2 separate regions of the Lactuca sativa genome follow, and region 1 is linked to region 2. Evidence: chromatin contacts called from public Hi-C data. All regions are on one chromosome and are shown on one strand. The core of a region is the stretch at or near the end of the contact, and the rest is flanking DNA. Distances in the headings are between cores, read along the strand shown. Region 1 holds the start of LOC111915188 (serine carboxypeptidase-like 13). Region 2 holds the start of LOC111915197 (protein ALTERED PHOSPHATE STARVATION RESPONSE 1).

The links. A called contact is a pair of places that touch in the nucleus more often than the background predicts.
Region 1: a contact with region 2 is called in a Hi-C map of leaf, with 3 times the contacts expected there. The contact joins the promoter of LOC111915188 here to the promoter of LOC111915197 in region 2. A contact is called at or near these places in 2 of 4 Hi-C or Micro-C datasets (leaf and seed).

Annotation. Positions count from the first base shown.
Region 1 is chr2:85,876,542-85,879,464 of Lsat_Salinas_v11, forward strand. It overlaps LOC111915188 (serine carboxypeptidase-like 13), which reads right to left and starts at 1,539. Exons shown (of 14, transcript XM_023910862.2): 1 at 1,360-1,539; 2 at 755-900. The coding sequence starts at 1,511.
Region 2 is chr2:85,701,457-85,704,631 of Lsat_Salinas_v11, forward strand. LOC111915197 (protein ALTERED PHOSPHATE STARVATION RESPONSE 1) reads left to right here and starts at 1,293. Exons shown (of 6, transcript XM_042899122.2): 1 at 1,293-1,521; 2 at 2,278-3,175. The coding sequence starts at 2,341.

The DNA of each region.
Region 1 (2,923 bases), core at 289-2,788, 180 kb after region 2:
ATATATATGGTTGAGTTATCATGAGAATTAAAAAAAAAAACATATGAACTTAAGAAATCATAATCAACTTATCATTTTTAAAACAAAAAATACCAATCTTTTCAAAATGGTGCGTCTAAACTATATTGAGGCTCAAAAAATATATTTGATAATTTTTTTTATTTATTTTTGAAATTTTATGTATGCACACATTCAATAGTTGTATACACTGCTGGTTTGCTCGTCAATAGTCCATATGACTGTGATTGTTCAAAAGTTATCACAAATCTTTTGGTTACAAAAATCTCTCTCTCTCTCTCTTTCTCTCTCTCTCTCTCTCTCTCTCTCTATATATATATATATATATATATATATATATATATATATATATAACAAAAATAAATATTTGCTACATCGAAGACATTGGAAAAATTTTGAGAAAATTTATTTTTCACTGAATCAAAAAAAATTGTATTTAGAAAAATATTAAAAAATACATATTTTTATTTTATAAATATTTTGAATATATTTCGAACATATTACTTAAAAAATTCAAAAATAACGAATTTTTTTTTGCATATTCGAAATTTTTTTACATTGTTAATTTTAAAATGGATCATAGAAAATTTTATTATATCCGAAATTTCAATTCAATTATCCAACTATCAAAATCCTCTAAAGTGCAAGCTATTAAGTTTATAAATTATAAATATAAAAGTCACAAAAAGAAAAAAGTAACGAAATTACAATTTCAAAACTAGCAATCAAAACATACCTAATTCATATAAGAATGTGATTAACGCAGAAGCACCTGGTCCACCGGGAATATAAAATATAAGCGGGTCTTCTTGTGGGTTCCTTGTTGACTCGACAAAGTAATAAAACAATTGTACGTTTTTGTTCTCCCCTACTCCAATATACCTTTTATACAATTGTCAGGATAAATAGGTAGAACATTATTTGAGCCGATCCAATTTCAAATTTTAAACGCATCAAGATGGTCATGAGAAAATACTACACATTACTAAAGAGCATTATGTTTAACAATTCACATAAGGCAAGCCTCTCCCCCATAATCTCACAAATCGAGGATGCCATAGTGGTCGAAGAACCTATTTTTTTATATGAATGCATGTTTTGAGTATTTGTTTGAATCTTTATGACATATATTATCACTATTTTAGCTAATGAGTCTTCACATAACTGAAAACCACAACCAATGGTGGAGTTATGCCAAATAGTCTTGTTCATTTTTATTTGTGATAAGAATTATCATTGGTGATTACTATTTGATTTCTAATCACGTACACATAAATTACCAATCGCTGGTAGCTCGATTCTTTGTTTAACAGATAAATAAAGAAAAGATGAAAATCATACCCGGTTTCAAGTTTAAAAGGAAGATCTCCTGCATATCCTGGAATTGTTTTGATAATTGATTTGGAGTAAGATAAAACAATCAAGTAGAAGTGAAAGGTGAAAACGAAAATAAAAGAAAGCTTCATATTGTTTGGTCTCATACTAGGTTCCATTATACTATGATATCTCAAGTTGCACGTGCTTCGCTCTACCTGTTTATTGCTATATATAGAGGAACTCCCGTGTGGATAAATAATTAATAATCCCATTTACTGACATATAAATTAACTTTATTAATAAATTTTGAAGCGTGTGGAACACATATTTGACAAAAGCCACACATGTATGGATATACACATGTTGACTTAGTATTTTTTAACGGCGATATATATATATATATATATATATATATATATATATATATATATATATATATATATATATATATATATATATATATATATATATATACTAGACGAATTCCCGCACGTTGCGCAACGAATATTAAAAATATATTGTTAAAATATTGAAAAATATATGTTTAAAATGGTTATGTTATTGACATTAACTTTGAAATAATATTTTTACACTAATATATATATATATATATATATATATATATATATATATATATATATATAGAGAGAGAGAGAGAGAGAGAGATATAGTTAGGTTCAAATGTTTTCACTATTTATTGTGTGCCTATATGATTGATTCTAGACCAATCATTTTAGTTATTTTAAGAAAGTAATTAATGCATATTAAATGCTGAAGATGTAATTAATATCTATTATATTTTCAACATGTAATATGCATTAATTACTTTCTTAAAATAACTAAAATAATTGGTCCAGAATCAGTCATACATGCACACAATAAATAGTGAAAACAAAATAACCTAACCCTATATATATATATATATATATATATATATATATATATATATATATATATAGGGTTAGGTTATTTTGTTTTCACTATCTATTGTGTGCATGTATGACTGATTCTGGACCAATCATTTTAGTTATTTTAAGAAAATAATTAATGCATATTACATGTTCAAAATATAATAGATATTAATTACATCTTCAGCATTTAATATGCATTAATTACTTTTTTAAAATAACTAAAATGATTGGTCTAGAATCAATCATACAGGCACACAATAGATAGTGAAAACATTTGAACCTAACTCTCTCTCTCTCTCTCTATATATATATATATATATATATATATATATATATATATATATATATATATATATATATATATATAATTTCTGTTATTTTGAACAATAATATTCATTGACATTAACACACATTCCTCATTAATATAGTTAAATATAATTTTCTATTTAATATTATTTTTAACAATTATTATTAGTGATTGATTATATTTTTATTCATGCGATCATTTTTTAATTTCAATAATGATGTTCATTTAAAGTACAATTTATTTATAGCTAAATGTAATTTATAATTTGATGTTATTATCATTTAAAATTGTCATTCATTAATTTTAAACCACTTATTATTAATAATAACTTAAAGAAGATTTTTAAGAAACACTTAATATTATTATTAAA
Region 2 (3,175 bases), core at 43-2,542:
GACTATGTGCTTCCTTGGGCCATTCTCTTAGAATTTACTACTATGGGCCTTACTGGATCGTCATTTTGGTTTTTATTGGACTATGTCTTATTTTGGGTCTAGGGTAAGGCCCATTAGAGGGGATTGGGACCAATTTAGAAAATTGGGCCAATAGTGGGTCTGGGAAGTTTACCTAGTATTGGGCCTTTTCATGTTATGGTTTTGGGCTTTAGGCATAAACCAAATTAGATCAGGGGTAAAATGGTCATTTTACCCTAAGAAGGATTATTTGGTTTTGACTAAGTGTTATTTTATACTGATAACTCGGGAAGTCGTTGGAGCAGCCGTTAGAAATTTCTTACCGTGAGATTCAACATTCAGGTGAGTTACCTTCCCGATATGCGTGGGTTGAAGGCACCAATGTCAGCCCATTAGTAGTTATTTGTAGTAGAGATATTTGTCTGGTATGCCACTATCTGATGAGATTTATGTGCTTATATGCTATGTTATTATGTGGTAGTGGTAGGGGTGAAATAAACCCCGTAACCGATTGAGATAAACCGAAGGGTAGGTCGAGCACCCAAATATGCTTGGCATGGTAGATTAGACACCTAGATATGTCTGACATGGTAGGTTGGGCACCCAGATATGCCTAACGGCATGTTTATGCTATGTTATTATGTGGTAGTGGTAGAGACGAAATAGACCCTGTAACCAGTTGAAATACACCAGAGGGTAGATCGGGCACCCAGATATGCCTGACAGGGTAGGTCGAGCACCCATATATGCTTGACAGGGTAGGTCCGACACCCAGATATGCCTGACAGGGTAGGCCGAGCACCCAGTTATGCCTACCAGTATGTTGTTATGTGATATGATGGAGGAACTCACTAAACTTCGTGCTTACAGTTATCAGTTTTGGTTTCAGGTACTTCTTCTTCGAAAGGAAAGGAGTCGGCATGATCGCAACACATCACACTATGATTTTTCTGCATATGAGATTTTCGGGAGTTGTACTATGATATTACTCTTTTATGACATGTTTTGGTTATTTGATGACATTTAGTGACGAAATCACAACAAAAATATCAAATGGACGATCTAAAAGAAAAAAAATGATAAAAACAAAACTTATATATTACACAAAACCATATGAAAAATATAATTTTTTTACTAATTTAATTAAAAGTTAACATAAGTGATATAATTATTTATTCAAGGAATCTTAAATGATGTTATTCTAAAGTTGTAATTTGAAGTTAAAAATCCATTCCTAAAAAGTAAAAGGGAAGTCTCCAATCCCACGGCGAACCCAGCAAAGCACCCTTTCCTCCTGATCCGATCGATTCTAATCTTTCTTTACGTTTACCAATTTGGACCTTTGCATATGGCGGACCCCACGCTTCACATTCACACACTTTCGTCCCCTTCCTTCTTTGCTTTTGCATGAACGAACCACACTTTTCTCGAATCGGTTCTCTCCGCCGCTCACCGTCACTCAATTTCTCTACCCTTCTTCTATAATTGTAACCTATTTGTCAGGTGAAGTTCAGTTCTTCTTGGTTTCAGGTCATTCCTTTTCCGTTTCAAGCAAAATATTTAGCTTTGCACTTTAAATTTGTGATATCTGAATTATGCTGTTCACAGTACCGTGTTCTTACATCTTAACTCGGAAGTTTTCGATCTCTTAATCATAAAATATGTGGGTAATTATCGCTTTATTCGTTTTGTGCTTTTTTCAAAAGTTAAATCAATGGTTGAAGAGCTTCAATTTGATGTGAAGCACGATTCATTAATTAGGTCGCTAGTATTGATTTTTTGAATTTGGGTTTTATATTGTGTGAAGTGTTCTTTTAATTGGAATAGAAGAACTGATTGGATTTGAGACTCGTATCTGATAGTAAATCCCTGCCTTCCATGTACTACAGTTACAGCTTGTGAAAGCTCATAGAGCTTGTTTTGCAGCTTGCAAGTCTGAGGTTATCGTGTATCTTCTACGGTAAGTTGGAAAGTTATAATTATATATTCTGGTTGGATTAACAATTTTCTCAGTTCCTAGTTCTGATTGTTAACAAGTTCTTTTTGAGGGGTATGCATTTGGGGTATCTGATTCAGATTCCCTTTTCCCTTTACCAACTCAACCAAAAAGGATATTGATGAATACATTTACATCTACATGTCAATATTTCTTAGAACATCTGTATCTACCCTTCCAATCTGGTTTCTAGGAAATGCCTGATGCTTGAGTTTGAACAGTGAATAAACAAATCACAGTATATAAAATTTGTAAACTTGCAGAAGAAGTCCATGTGATGTGTGGATAGATAAGCAGTAAGGTGTCCAAGAAGAAAGATCGGGTTAATGGGTGCCACAAACTCAAAAGTGGAAGAAGATAAGGCTCTTCAGCTATGCCGTGAAAGGAAAAAGTTTGTTAGAAAAGCACTTGATGGAAGATGTTCACTTGCAGCCACTCATTTTACTTACATAGAGTCTCTAACAATTATAGGGAAAGCATTAAGTAGGTTTGTTGAACCTGAAGTGCCAATGGAATCCTCTTTATACACATCCACTAATGCAACTCCTGAGCCACAAACATTCATTGGAAAATCCCTTTCTCAATTCTCTTTCTCTTCAACCATGTCACAACATATCAATCCACCTGGAAACCTATCCCCATCTCCTTCCCCACCATCCTCTAGTAGGTATTACACAAATCATATGAAGATTAGAGGCTCCTTTTCTAGAAAAGTTGAAGAAAAGCCAGTTGTAGCTGTCATAGGTTCTGTAACTTCTTCAGGTACCCCAAGAAACATCATAGATGAACATGAACTGGAACCTGAACCTGAACCTGAACATGAACCTGAAACCCCGTTTGGTGGTCCTGAAAGTCAACCTTGGGATTATTTTGGTCTTTCACATGATGGGTTTTCTCCACATGAAGTGGGGGAATTGAATCAAGGGGTGGAAAATTACAAAGATGAAAAGATTTCAGAAATGGGTCAAGAATCAGAAGATGAGTTTGATGAGCCATCAACAGATGGGTTGGTTAGAAGTTTTGAGAATGTTAATAGGGTAGCAGATAATGTTAGTGGGGCTGGTAATGGTCTACATTCAATGTCATCAGCAGAAAGTGTTGCATCAGAAACTGAAATCTTGAATGGGGACAAGTTTAATTCTCCCCAAATTTCACCATTAA